Linked DNA regions of Arachis hypogaea: region 2 is linked to region 1. Evidence: chromatin contacts called from public Hi-C data. All regions are on one chromosome and are shown on one strand. Each heading gives the region's core, a stretch centred on a gene start, on an enhancer-like site or on the middle of the called end of the contact. The rest is flanking DNA. Distances are from core to core; before and after follow the strand shown.

The links. Hi-C and Micro-C count contacts between places; a contact is called where the count stands out from the background.
Region 2: a contact with region 1 is called in a Hi-C map of leaf, with 2.6 times the contacts expected there. The contact joins the promoter of LOC112715419 here to the promoter of LOC112715417 in region 1. A contact is called at or near these places in 2 of 8 Hi-C or Micro-C datasets (both in leaf).

What each region holds. Positions count from the first base shown.
Region 1 is chr10:25,612,469-25,619,536 of arahy.Tifrunner.gnm2.J5K5, forward strand. It overlaps LOC112715417 (glycosylinositol phosphorylceramide mannosyl transferase 1), which reads right to left and starts at 3,475. Exons shown (of 5, transcript XM_025767185.3): 1 at 2,735-3,475; 2 at 1,350-1,746; 3 at 832-995; 4 at 642-712; 5 at 1-91. The coding sequence starts at 2,937.
Region 2 is chr10:26,121,223-26,128,290 of arahy.Tifrunner.gnm2.J5K5, forward strand. It overlaps LOC112715419 (eukaryotic translation initiation factor 3 subunit F), which reads left to right and starts at 4,160. Exons shown (of 6, transcript XM_025767187.2): 1 at 4,160-4,561; 2 at 5,823-5,902; 3 at 6,295-6,524. The coding sequence starts at 4,331.

The sequences.
Region 1 (7,068 bases), core at 2,225-4,724:
ACAGCAGTAAATCTATTGACACATTCTGTTCTTCTTACACTGTGCCCTCCCAAGCTGCTTATCCCGGTGGATCCAATCTCAAATATTTTACCTGTAACAACAGAATCATTTTATGTATATTGTTGTACTAACATTGTGATTCAAGCCTCTGAAACCAGATATCTATGACTGTATACATAACTTGAGCACTAGGAATTGCTTGACAACAATACGATAATAATTTTGACCTTCCCTGTCCTGGACTAATGATTTAAAAAGCATATATGGTGAAACACAATGCAAATTATCAAATTGTTCAAATGATTACTGAAAACAAGTATAAACAGTTGACATATGTTATGAACAGCAGACCTAGGCAGCAAAACCCCTGGGCGTGTGAATGAAATGACTAGTTATTTCTAGCAATTGATAAGGAACAAGCATACATTAGCATTTCTGTATTTATTTCGAAAAAGATTACATTCAATAGATCATTTAATTAGCTACAACCACAATCCAACAAGTGTCACATTTCAATTCAAGGCAAGCACATAGGAATTTATTTAGATAAAAAGCTAAATAAAGAGGGAGGTGGGACCATGCCATTCTAAACAAAAGCACTCAATTAAAGTTATGCAATCTGTTTCTGAAGCGCCAATTACCTTGGACCCATATTGGGGGTGCATCAGTGGCATTTGCAACGAGGAAAGACATTGCAATATCTTCACAGTTCCTGGTATATCAAGTGAACAATTCAGCAAATAAAAAACAAGCTGCAATTACATAGTTGGGAAGGTAAAGTTTTGATATATAGAAAAGCAGCGAGTGATCAGAGATAGTCAAGAGGAAAACCTATTATGAGTCACATATTCTCTAATTGATGCTGGCATCTCATTCGTGTAGACACTGAAATACTTTTTGTGGAAGAAAGCTGCCTTTGAAAGTACCATGCTATATGTACCTGTCCACCACACAGACCACCACCCCGCATATCTAAATTTAATGCCACCACTTTCCTGCAAGAACATCAATAACTTGAAATATTAGAATTGAAGATGGAGGTATGCCAAGGACTTAGCCTTGCAAGTTCGCATAATAGTTAATCTACTCTCCGCATTGGCATTCTCTTGAAGGTTGGATCAACACATCAAGATATTTAATTCCTCAATCTATATCAAATCATTCAGAACAAGAAACAATGGATTAAAAAATTCAAATCAGGAAGACTTGGCTTTTTTTCCAAGGTAATTTTATCATATAATTTTTCAGATACTGGAAATTCAAATCTTAGGCACAAAATACGAAGATGAAAAGATATACCAGGGATGGTGAAAAACCAGTTGATAAAAATAAAAAAACTAAAAGCATACCGATGAATCCAACCAATGTGCCCGAGGTACAAACCCAACCATTGTATCTGGAGCACTTTGCCAAACATCAAATGCAAATTCCACTGAAGAGCAAGGAAATATGACATCATCATCAATAGAAAAGACAGCATCTGTCTCCAAATCCTTAATTACTTTAAATCTATTATTCAGACTATCTTCCTTGTTGATATCAATCTTCAATTTCACTTGTCGCCTATCTATAGACTTGGACTGTATTGCATGAAGAAGAAATTTTAAAAGATCATCTGAAGGAGGATCCGGTTCACTCCAAACTATATGTACCGATTCAAGTCGAGGGCAGGATGAATAATGTGCGATGGACTGCTTTAGGAGATCATATCTCTTCCATGTGTTCATTACAATAGAATATCCTTTTCTGTGGAGCATAAAATGAAATGAGTTTTCTGATTTTATAAGTGAAATACACTCAACATTCTTAGAGAGATTAAATCAAACAAAAAAAGATTTCCTTTAGCCACTCTTTTTTCCTGACGAAAAGAAATGAGAAGGAGGAAGACCTGATTTCTTAATTCTTATAGTCTTTATCCAGTTATTTACCAGGGTACTACACCAGAAAATAAGCAGATTCGACAATTTAATAAAAATGCTAAAATTTACAATTTGGAAGGTGCAATCAACATTCTCAGTTCAAAGATTGATGTTCAGTCCCGTTGCACTAAACTTGAAGGCATGAATAAGGCTTATAATATAGAATACAGACCACCTAAACCCCAAACAAAGTTTGTTTATTTCTCTATCCTTCAGCCAGAAGGGTGTGAACTGTTATTACTTATTACTTAGAAAGCCCATCAAGGAGTGATGAATTAAAATTCACAGGCCAAAACAGCTAATAATTCTGAAGGTACCTAGTCTTGAACCCCAATGACACTGAATACAATCTAATGAAAAATGCTAACATCGGAAACTCTTATTCATAAATATCAATGACCAAAATCCCCAAATACCGATAACAAGCCGTCTAAACACTAAAGAACCTTTCTCCTTATCCCCAACTTTCTCTACATGGAAATGAAAAGGCACAAAGAAAAAATAAATAAATAAATAAATAAACTAAATATTTTCAGTCAATTATAACTTCACTAAATTCCAAGTTCCAAGGCCAGGTATCAGCTACTAATTCTATTCCATTTAATCTCCCTCCATGCCAAAACAAGGAAGATTCGAATTAGATTCCAATCTCATCTAGATACTACTATTATTTAATCTTTTTCTTTCCCAATGTTTTACCTCCAACTTAACTATCACACTCGTCATTATTATTTTCCTTCTCTGAAAATAATAAGGAAACAATGGCAGAAAAACATGACAATGACGATTTGAGAGAGAGAGAGAGAGTAACTAACCCCGAAGCATGGGAGCGAGGAAGCGAAGGAGGGAAATCAGAGAACACGACGAAGGTGGAAATGGTGGTGGCGAGTACGATGAGCACCAAAGCAATACAACAGCAGAGGAGGAGGTTGATCCTGGCAGATTTGACGGCGGAAGCCGCCAGCAACCGGAACCTCTGCTCCGGACGCCGCTTCAAGAACCAGCTCCCTCTCATCATTCAATGGAATCGCCGAACCCTACGAATCGACTCGGATCGGTCCGTTTCAGCAACGGCAACTCGGCGACGCGCCACCTTCCATGGTCGATTAGGTTTGCAGGAGAGGGACGAAGCTCCAAGCACGCGCGGCACGTGCCTTATGGTGGAGCCGTTACAGGGGAGATGTTACGGTGCGGCGTGGATGCAGGGTAAAATAGGAAAAGTGGAAAAGAATAATGAAGAAAAATAAATGACGGAATGGATGAAGCGAGTTCGGTGTTAGTGTGTTTAAACTTTAATGTGACCTTGTTCTGTTCTGTTCTGTCCTGTATATGATTCTTCGCGTTTTTTGATATTTGAGACACACACACTCTCTCTCTCTCTCTCTCTCTCTCTCTCTCTCTCTCATCAGACGAAAGAGAAAGAAGAGAGTAAGAGACATGGATTCCGTTCTGTTACTTGGGCATGACGCGCCACGTGGTGGCTTCATCCATCGTTCAATTGGGTCGTAATATTGCAGCTGAAAAACGCGGCTCCCAAGACTTTCACCTATGGTTTTTACGTAAAAGGCTTTTATTTTCTTGAAGTTTATATCGCATTATAAAATTTGACAAAAATAATAATAATAATAATAATTTTTTAATAACATTATATGATTAAATTGTTCTAATAGTTTATTAGTATAATAAAAATCAGTTTAAAAAAAAAGAAGAAACATCTAAAGAAAAAAAATTGGTTACAAAAATAATTTGTTTATTTAACAATATTATGTAAACACTTAAATTAGTCACTAAATTAGTCAATATGTATTATATTTCAATTTAAATATATATATTATTTAATTTATTTTAATATATATATATATATAATAATGTATTTTAATATATATTTTATTCAAATATTTATTTTAGTAACTAATTTTTTGTGTACATAAAATATAATTATTTTTTAAGGTAAATGACATAAACAAATTAAATAACATCTAATATTACACCAATGTCCTAAATAAATTAGCTTATATGCATGTCCTAAAATAAATTTATATAAATCGAATCAGCTAAATTCGATTTTATGTTTTGAAAAATTCAAAGTTTAAATTAGAAATAATGTCATTAAAGTATAAGTTTGATACTTAATTTCACAAATTAAATGATAATTTAATTGATGTAATATTTTAATTATTTTTTAAATTACATATTATATAAATATAATTGGTTATTATATATTAAAGGTTAATTTATACAGTTGATTCCTATATTTTCACTAAAATTATAAATTAATTTATATACTTTAAAAATTTATAATTAAGTCCTTGTACAAAATATAATTTTATAATTAGACACTCAATAATATAACAATTTGAATTTTTAAAAAATTAAATAATTAATTATTTATAAATTATTATATTATATTAAAATTTTATTTTTAAAAAATTATTTTTAATAAAAAAAATTAAATAAAATTTTATAATTATTAAAATTTAATTTAATTATGACGTATTTATTAAACTTAAATTATTTACCAAAAAAAATTTTGACAAAAAAAATTTAATTGATTTTTATTGTTATTATATTTATTATTACTATTATCATTATCATTATCATACTATTATCATTATTATTATTATTACTATTATTATATTATCATTGTTATCAATATTATCATTATTATATTATCATTTTTATATAATTATTTAATATTATTTTATTATTATTACTATATTATATTATTATTTATTTTTCTTTTCTTTTTGGCCGAAGCCTCAAGGGACCAAGTGAAAGAATGAAATAACTTAGCTTGCATGCTTATATACATATATAATTCTTAAAGCATGTTTCTTTTGTATATATATAACCAAATGACACCTAACCTTCTATATTGATTAATCATCATCATCAACATCTTATCTTTTCTCATGAACCACCGAAACCATAAGCAAACAAGAGCAAACAAGAAAGAAAGCCCGTGAGAGAGGAAAGAATGGTTCCATGGAACCGTGACCTTCAAACTTTGATTTTTTGCGATCCATTAACTCTAATAAAAAATTTAATTTGATAAAAGTGTTTATATTCTCTTTTTTTACATGTTGGTATTACTTTTGTCTTATAGAAATTGCAGTGACGTAGCTCCTCTTTTTTTTTTTGAGTTCGGCCAATTAAAATTCTAGGAGACACAGGCAATTTTTAATGTTTTTTTCTTTAACAACTCGATCAAAAAATTTCTCTAGAATTTTCGTTGATTCTGATTTCATAAAGAGGTAGGGGGTTTATTTTTAAAATTATAAATTTTTAATTCATGAATGCTAAAAAACTTAATGAGTAATTGCAAATAATTTATGATTGTCTGGACTGGTTGAACGACGAATTTGTGTTAGATTTGTGATTGTAAAAATAATTGAATTTGATTAATATGTGTTTGATTTTCTGAATGTTTGAGAATTATCGAAACTGTAGCTGTGAATAAATTATATGTATGCTTTGGTAAAATAATGTATGAATTGAATACTGGTTTGGATTGAGATAAGTTAAGGAATGATGGAAGTAAGCGAGCTGTGAGAGTGGTGAAGTCTATTTTAAGGAGAGGTTCTGCCAAGTTCTCATAAAAATATACAAAAAAAAGTTATTTTATTTTGAAAACCTGATTTACAAACTTATTTTGAAAAATGACTCTATGTTAGAAAAAGATTTGGTTTACATATTTACTCATAATTGAAAAAACAATTTTTATATTAAGAATTTGACTTATTGAAAATAATCTTTGAGAATTGAAAATGGATTTAAAATATTGAATTTGATTTGTTTGAATTATCAAAAAGGATTTTTGAGAATTGAAAATGGTTTGGAAGGGACCCTTAAAGGGTGGCAAAGCCCAGATTTTAGAGAAAATGCTGCAGAAATTTTATAAAACTCTGAGGCTTATTTAAAGTTTTATCTAAAAGAAAGTTGAGTTTAAAAAACTATATTATTTGTTTTCGATTTGCTAAGAAAAGAATAAATTATGCTATGATTTTAAATTGTGAGGAAAAGCATTTTGTTTTGAGATCTTTTATTAAGAAACTGAATTTTTCTTTAATTAAACGTTAAAAAAGTTTGAGTATATGAAAAATTAAAGATTTTAATGCTAAGACTGAAAGTATACCTATGTGGGGATGTGGAGGTAAGAGTGATTGATTACTTGGTGATGCGGAGGTATGTGTAATTAAGCAGTGATGCGGAGGTATGTTTAATAGTGTAGGTGATGCGGAGGTGTGTGTATGTAATTGGTAATGTGGAGGCATAATAAAGAGAAAGAGAATGAAAAGTTCTAATGCGGAAGTTCCCACTTGACTGATAGCCTAAGGTTGCTAATGCGGGAATGTTCACCTAATTGATAGCATATTGCTTAACTGAAAGGGCCTTTGTGCCAAATTGCTAATGCGGAAGTTCCTGCCTAACTGATAGCCTAAAGTTGCAAATGCAGGAATGTTTGCATAACTAATAGCCTTTTTCTACCGTGATGCCAAGATATCCTAACTGACATACCCATAACGATACTTGTGCCTGACTGACACGGTAAAGAAACCATATTCGAATTTATACTTGATAAGTGAAAAGAAAAGATATACCGAGAGAGATAAAAGCGTGTCGTAAGTCAAAAACCGTATCGATAACGATGAATTTGAACGTCGAGTTAAATTCATCTATGGAATCTTTACTACTAGCTGTTCTTGATTAAATTAGCTTAGTAGAACATTCTAAGCTTGACCTAAAGTTGAGATACTCTCTGCAGTTAATATCTCAGTTGCCGGTTGTTTAAACCGATACGGTTTGAAAAACAATAATTTTACGGTTTAGTTATTGAACCGTTTTTTTCCTCTCTTTGAAAATTTGGCCAAAGCTTCAAAGAAACTATCTTCAATCTAAATTCATGAAGCCACTAGAAAGATTAACTAGAGGAAAAATAAAGAACCGAAACACTTAGCTTAATTAAAATATAACCGAACTTAAACCGAATCGATTTTTTCTTAACCAAACTACTCTCTCTAGATTAGCCACTTAACCACAATTAACCACTATCTCTCTCTTATCTTCTTGCTGGCTAAACCTCCCCTACACATTAGCCAAGGGTGTTGAATCATTAGTGAACAATTAATGAAGGAACACATGCATATAA
Region 2 (7,068 bases), core at 2,910-5,409, 510 kb after region 1:
CTCTAATCTAATCAATCGCGAATTCCTTTGTCACTTAATTAAGATTAAAGGGTTACGTCCAACTCTAGTTTATTAGCCACAAAAACCCTAATTACCCAAATATAAGTGATTATATGTCACGTATCACGTTAAGTCTAGACAATTAGTGATTTTGGATGAGTTACTTTCAAGCTATTATTCAATTGAGTTAACTTTTCCAAGAATTAACAAGAATTCATGTAGAAAAAGAGCTATCTTTCAATATACTCAAATTCATAAGAAGAAGAATGAAAGTAATCCTTAAATATAAATCAGTGCATTGATTGAAAGTATAATGACAATAATATTAATCCATAGAATAAACAGAGTTCCTAACCTTAAAAGAGGAGGTTTGGTTGCTCATGGCTCAAAGAAACCTAGGATTTCAAAAGTGTGTAAAGTGCGGAATGAGGAATAGAGAAGAGAAGAAGCCCGAAGGGCTTAATCTTTTTCCCTTTTATATCTAACCTAATTGATTTAAAAATAAAATAAAATAATAAGTATCAAAGCTCAAAGGATTGTGTTTTGTAATAAAAAAACAAAGAAAATAAAATAAAACTAATTATTATGAAAATCTTCGTCCAAAGAAGCCTTCCTTGCAGATCCATGTTCATGCTACCGCGCTATTGAGGCAGAGGATTTTGTGTGTGTTGTGGTCTTTTTGGCGCTAAACGCCAGGCTTGGTGTTTAGCGCCACTAGCGTATGACTCTTGGCATATTTTGTGAAATTTCTGGTGCTAAATGCCAGGACAAGTTGTTTAGTGCCAACCTAACAGAGACCTTGCACGTAGTACGAGATGCCTGGTGCTAAATGCTCAGTAGTGGCATTTTGCGCCAGCCTGACAACTTCAATTTTCTTCATTTTTCTTCTGTACAAACTTTGCCAAACTCGTCCGAATTTTTTCTGAAATAAATAAAACCACAATGCGCTTCAAAGTAGCATCCAAATAAGTTTCAAACACTAAAATTTCAATAAAACTTAATAAATTCATATTTAAAATAATAAAAAAATAAAGAAAAAATGCTCACGCATCAATGGCCCACTTATTATAAAAAGAATTTCACATCATCTTTTGAGTTGTAATATAAACTCTACTAAATAAGGACTTGAAATCTTAGTCAAATTGAAAATTTTAGCTAATTGCAATATTTTACTTAGCCAAATTGGATAAGCTAATTAGCTACCATCTTTAACTTAGTCAATAAATAATTTGTTAGTAAATTATACGTCGTAAACAAGTTATACTATAATATACTCAATATGATATTTATCAATTTATCATGTAATTTGATAAAGTTGAATAAGATGATAAAGCTCAAATTGATATTTATCATTATATTATGCAACTTAATAAAGTTAAATAAGTTGAAAATATTTTGTTTGTTTCTCTTATTACCACCATTAACAAACTCTATATAAGTGATTAAGGTATTTTTTTGGTGACTAAACATGGAAAGAAACAAAACAAACACTATCCTAAATCCGAGCGAATGATTTGCCAGAGATCAGCACAAGGCTCAAACCAAATAACAGGATTAGAGTTACTCTTGACACCATATCTAGCCATCCAATTCGCAGCTTTATTTGCTTCTCGGGACACCCACTCAACGTGAACAAGCCAAAGATGAGATAAAAGCTCCTGAATCTTGTGAACCAAATCTGTTACTTCAAATGAATACTCACCTGTAAGCTCATGCATGATGTGCAGAATGTCAAGACAATTCGTTTCACATATAATATCCCTTAAACCGCAATCCCAAGCTAAAACCAGCCCCCTCCAAGCAGCAAATAATTCACATCTGATGATAGACCAGGGGGAATGCTTCCAGAGCAGTCCGAGATTCAATCTCCCTTAGAATCTCTAATAATACACCCAAATCCCGCTAAATTTGAATCTTGATACAAGCTTGCATCACAATTAACTTTAAAAATGTTGCCTACTGGTGGTTCCCAACACAGGCGATTTCAGAGAGACCTAAAGGCATTGTTTCGATTCCTGTAAACATGTAAGTTCTTTGTGGTAATTTTGGCCATGGCAACAACCTTGTGGTCTGTCCAATGGTTGTCAGTATTGAATATGTCATTGTACCTGTGTCTCCATACCCACCAAAGTCTTGCACCAAAAGACGCCCCATTGTTAGTCAAGGCCTTCTGAAACCACTCTTCAAGAGCAGTACCAGCTGTCGAGTCCAGGATACTAGGATCCAACATATGCCAAATTGCCTTTGATCGTTCACAGTCTCTAAGGCAATGCTCTATAGTCTCCTGCACCTTGTTACATCTTTTACACATATCTGAAGAAGCTAAATGCCGCTTGAATCGAAAGGTCTCAGTTGGTAGAGCATCATGTAAGCCAAGCCACATAGTAAATTTGAACTTCTCCGGAATGTTTGTATTCCACAACCAGTTCTAGTTACTATTGGCATTCCAATTTAATGTTTTCTCTAATAACCATCTATAACCCTCCCTTGCACTATACTTTTTTGTTGCTGCAGGCTACCACTCCCACTATGGCTCCAACTCAGTCGAACTAGGATATCTCAGACCACAAATAAACTGCTTAATCTCATGCGGAATAGGCGTGGTAAGACTATCAACCTTCCAAGACACCCCTTTCCACAAGTCAGCCACTATGAAATCTGATTCAGAAATATGTATAAGGAACAAGGTTGCAAAGCTTACCAAAAGGAGTCTACTCATCATACCAAATTGATTTGTGGACATCCCTAATATTCCAATGAAGCCCTTCCTTAAGATGCTCATAGGCACTAACAATGTTCTTCCAGGTAGCCGATGAAGAATTTCTACTGTTTTCGTTCATACCAGATTGATTCCTGAGATATTTATGCTTCAGAACCTGCACCCACAACTTCTCACTATTATTTAGACAATCCCATACCAACTTTTTCAGAAGCGCCATGTTAGCACAGGTAGTATCCCCAATACCCAATCCTCCTTCCATTTTAGGAGTTATGGCGACCTCCCACCTGACCAGAGGCAGCCCAATAAGATACGGAGGATTGGGTATTAGGGATACTACCTGTGCTAACATGGCGTTTCTGGGAAAGTTGGTATGAGATTGTCTAAATAATAGTGAGAAGTTGTGGGTGCAGGTTTTGAAGCATAAATATCTCAAGAATCAATCTGGTATGAACGAAAACAGTAGAAATTCTTCATCGGCTACCTGGAAGAACATTATTAGTGCCTATGAGCATCTCAAGGAAGGGTTTCATTGGAATATTGGGGATGTCTACAAATCAGTTTGGTATGATGAGCGGACTCCTTTTGGTAAGCTTTGCAACCTTGTTCCTTATGTACATATTTCTGAATTAGATTTTATAGTGACTGACTTATGAAAAAGGTGTATAAAAACTACTTATTATTTTTAGTATATAAAAAATTTTGCGTAAAAATGAGCGAATGAAAAAAATCTAACGATTTTTGATGTATAATTTTTTATATAAGTGTAAATTTTCTTATATATACAAAAATATTATAAAACTTTTTATAGTTTAAGAATTGTAAATATTATTTAATCATATTATTTTTATTATTATCTAAATTATTTGGTCTATTCTATTTATTTCTTATCTACAAATTTTAATGGTAATATTCTTTTTTATTGACTTTATACCCAACAAGTTCCAATTTCATTGTTAATTTGAACAATTTAAAAACTTCTCACATATTAATAAATTTATAAGTTACTACTTTTTTTTATGTGACCTTCTTATTTGAATTGAATTTATCATTATTTCAATTATAAAGTTCTTACACATTCGATATATATATATAGTTTTCCAGAAAACAATAACAAGAAAAAGACAACTATTTTATTTTTTAAAAATTATATAAGATGTAAAAGATAAAAGATATGATTCAGTAGTATTTCTTAAATAAAAAGGAAACAATACCAAGCTTATGAAAAAGGACATAGTACTATAGTAGACAAACTATTTACATCTAAAATTACAAGATAAGATAAGATACGAAAAATAATAAATAGTTTTTTATAAATATTATCTAAAATGGTTTAAGTTGATAAAATTATCCCTAAGTAACTAAACACTGTTTTATACGGAGTTACGGACACTTAATTATGCGTTATTATTTTAGGAAAAATAATCATATTTTACATTTATTATTTTTTTGAAAAAAGAACACCGTCTTATAAATTAGCCGAAGGCCCAATCCAAGCCCATTCCTAAAACCCTAACAAATAGCAATGTGTGTTTGTCACCGTCGTAACTCGTTTGTTGCAGCTGAGCAGTGAGTATCGAGTAGCGAATCAATCAAATTGGAGCTACGAACATGGCGGCGAGCGATCGCACAGTATTGCAGTTTTCTTCTTCGTCCTCTTCTTCGACGAGCTTGTCTGCGAGGGTGCACCCTCTGGTTGTGTTCAACATCTGCGATTGCTACGTTCGGCGCCCCGACCAAGCTGAGCGCGTCATTGGAACCCTACTCGGCTCCGTCCTCCCCGATGGCACCGTCGATATTCGCAACTCCTACGCCGTTCCTCATAATGAGTCCGTCGATCAGGTCCCTTCACCCATCCAAATCACCACTTTATTTATTTTTTTATTTCGGGAACTGTTGTGAATGGAAATTTGTTAGCTGCACATGTGATTGGAGATCAGTAGTTCTAAATCTGGATATGAATCAAGCGATTGGATTTTTATTTATAGGTTTATATTCAGTTTTTTTTCATGTTTATTCGATTTATTATTTCAGTATATGGTTTGATTTTTTTGAAATAGAGTATAAGTTGCTCCATAGTATTTCATGCTTGTGCTAAACAATATGGTAGGTAATGTTACTGGGTATTTGTTGTGTGGTTTATCACTTCATTCTCGTTATCAATTGTTTCTTCATAATTATAGATCGTAGCCTGTAGCAGTGTATGTATGTGCCTCGCACTCGATGTGGCTTCATATTGGTGAAATATTAAACTTATAGTTCGTTATGATTATGATGATGTTGATACATTTTTTTTGAACAACCAACACTGGTGAGAGAGGTTTCATGTGGTATGAGTGTCAACCTGACCGGTTTAAGCCTTGTGTGCGGCCCGAATCTTCTTTTATCTTATGGGTAGGCTTTTAGGCTAATATGGTGGATTTTTTTTACTGAAACTGAGGAAGTTACGGTAACAAACATCAGTAGATAAGAGTTTCGGCTAATCTTGTTATTGGATGTATTTTTTAGTTTACTTCTATTGTATCCTATAATTGCATTTCCTGAGTTTTCCCTCCGACTAGGTTCTATTAGGTGATGATGGCATTCTTTACTTCTGTTTTTTTCCTTTTGAAGGCAGTTCTTTTCACTTCTTGTTGATAGGGCTAATAATTTTTTCCCAAAGCTATTAGTATGACTGAATTATATAGAATTTAGAAAGGAAGCTTGAAGTGCATGATTATAAATTTGTTCTCCAGACATTAGTCAGGTATCCTCTTCAATGCATTATTGATGATACCGTTACAAGTCTGGAAAATTAATTGAGTCCATCGTTACAGATGTGATTGTTTTCAGTGCTCACATCTGCTCCATTGGGCCTCCACATCTCAAAAGTATGAGTTTTAATTTCTTTTACCAAATAAACAAAAGTGTTCATAAATTTGGTTTTCAAGAAAATGTGGGAGCACAGATATTTGGTGCACGGATAGTTGCCATTATCATATGGAATCAGGGGAAATAGTTGTAAACAAGAAATCTACTTTTGACCTTTTAATTTCCTCTTCTGGTGACTATTTAAACATTTACTCTCAAATAGATATTATAATTTTTTTTCTTTTCCTTTCAGGTTGCCCTGGATATTGAGTATCACCACAACATGTTAATATCCCACCAAAAAGTGAATCCAAAGGAAGTCATAGTTGGATGGTAAGAAAATTTACTTTAATATGGATTGTCTTAAACTTGTTGCTGAAGTGCTATGCAATAGTCTTATTGTTGAGGTGTTGACCAATAATGCTCTGAAACTCTTAGGGCCTAGGTGAAAAAAGTTTCTTGTCTTTTGGTTTTTGCAGGGCCCAGTGTTTTGTCAATTTTTGTACAGTGTTATGCAAGAAGTTATCTGAAAAATGTGTTTCCTGGAAACGTCTATTTGATGAATATGGTGCTATCACATCTTAGTGAATTTAAAGCAAATGATTTATCCAAAGGGATCTTCGCTAATTAATTGCAAAGAAACTGCAATGATGTTTGTTTGTGTTTAAATGTTTCTCTCCTGTTTTTCTTCCCTGCCCTTTTATGTGTTTGGTTGATCCATTCAGGTATTCAACTGGTCTCGGAGTTACTGGTGGTAGTGCATTGATCCATGAATTTTATTCTAGAGAAGTACCCAATCCCATACATTTGACTGTTGATACTGGATTCACAAATGGAGAGGGTACCATAAAGGCATATGTTTCAAACAATTTATCTCTCGGAGACCGCCAAATTGCTGCACAGTTTCAAGAAATTCCATTGGATCTTCGTATGGTTGAGGCTGAGCGAGTTGGATGTAAGTATGGACTGTTGTAAAGCTCATGCATTTTTTCTCCTTCGATGAATTTTTAATTTCCAAAGATTTGTGTGTTTTCTTTCATGGATACTGGATACATCTGTAGACAGTTAGTGCTTCAAATTTCCTTGTTACATAATCAATGGCTGCTATTTCTCTAAGTTGTATTTTGAAGAAAACTAAGTGGCTATGAATATTTTGAAATTATTTAATAGATATATTGCTTTTTTTGCCAAAATAAAAAAAAATTCCACATACTGTTTTCTATCTGCATAATACTCATGTATGAAGAGATTCCACAAAATGTACAGTGTTTCCATACCCTGTTTTGAAAGAATTGTTTGAGATTCACATATAGATAAGCTGTTCCGTATTATATTTTTTTACTATAGAAGAATGCTCTCTTACATTTGTGTGAGGTCATTCTGATTCTTACTTCTGCTATACAATGCCCTGTGAATATCTTTTTCAGCTTATCATTTGCTTTTTTTTCTTGCGATAACATTATAGTTAAGTAGTGTGTAAGCTTATGCAGCTAAATGTT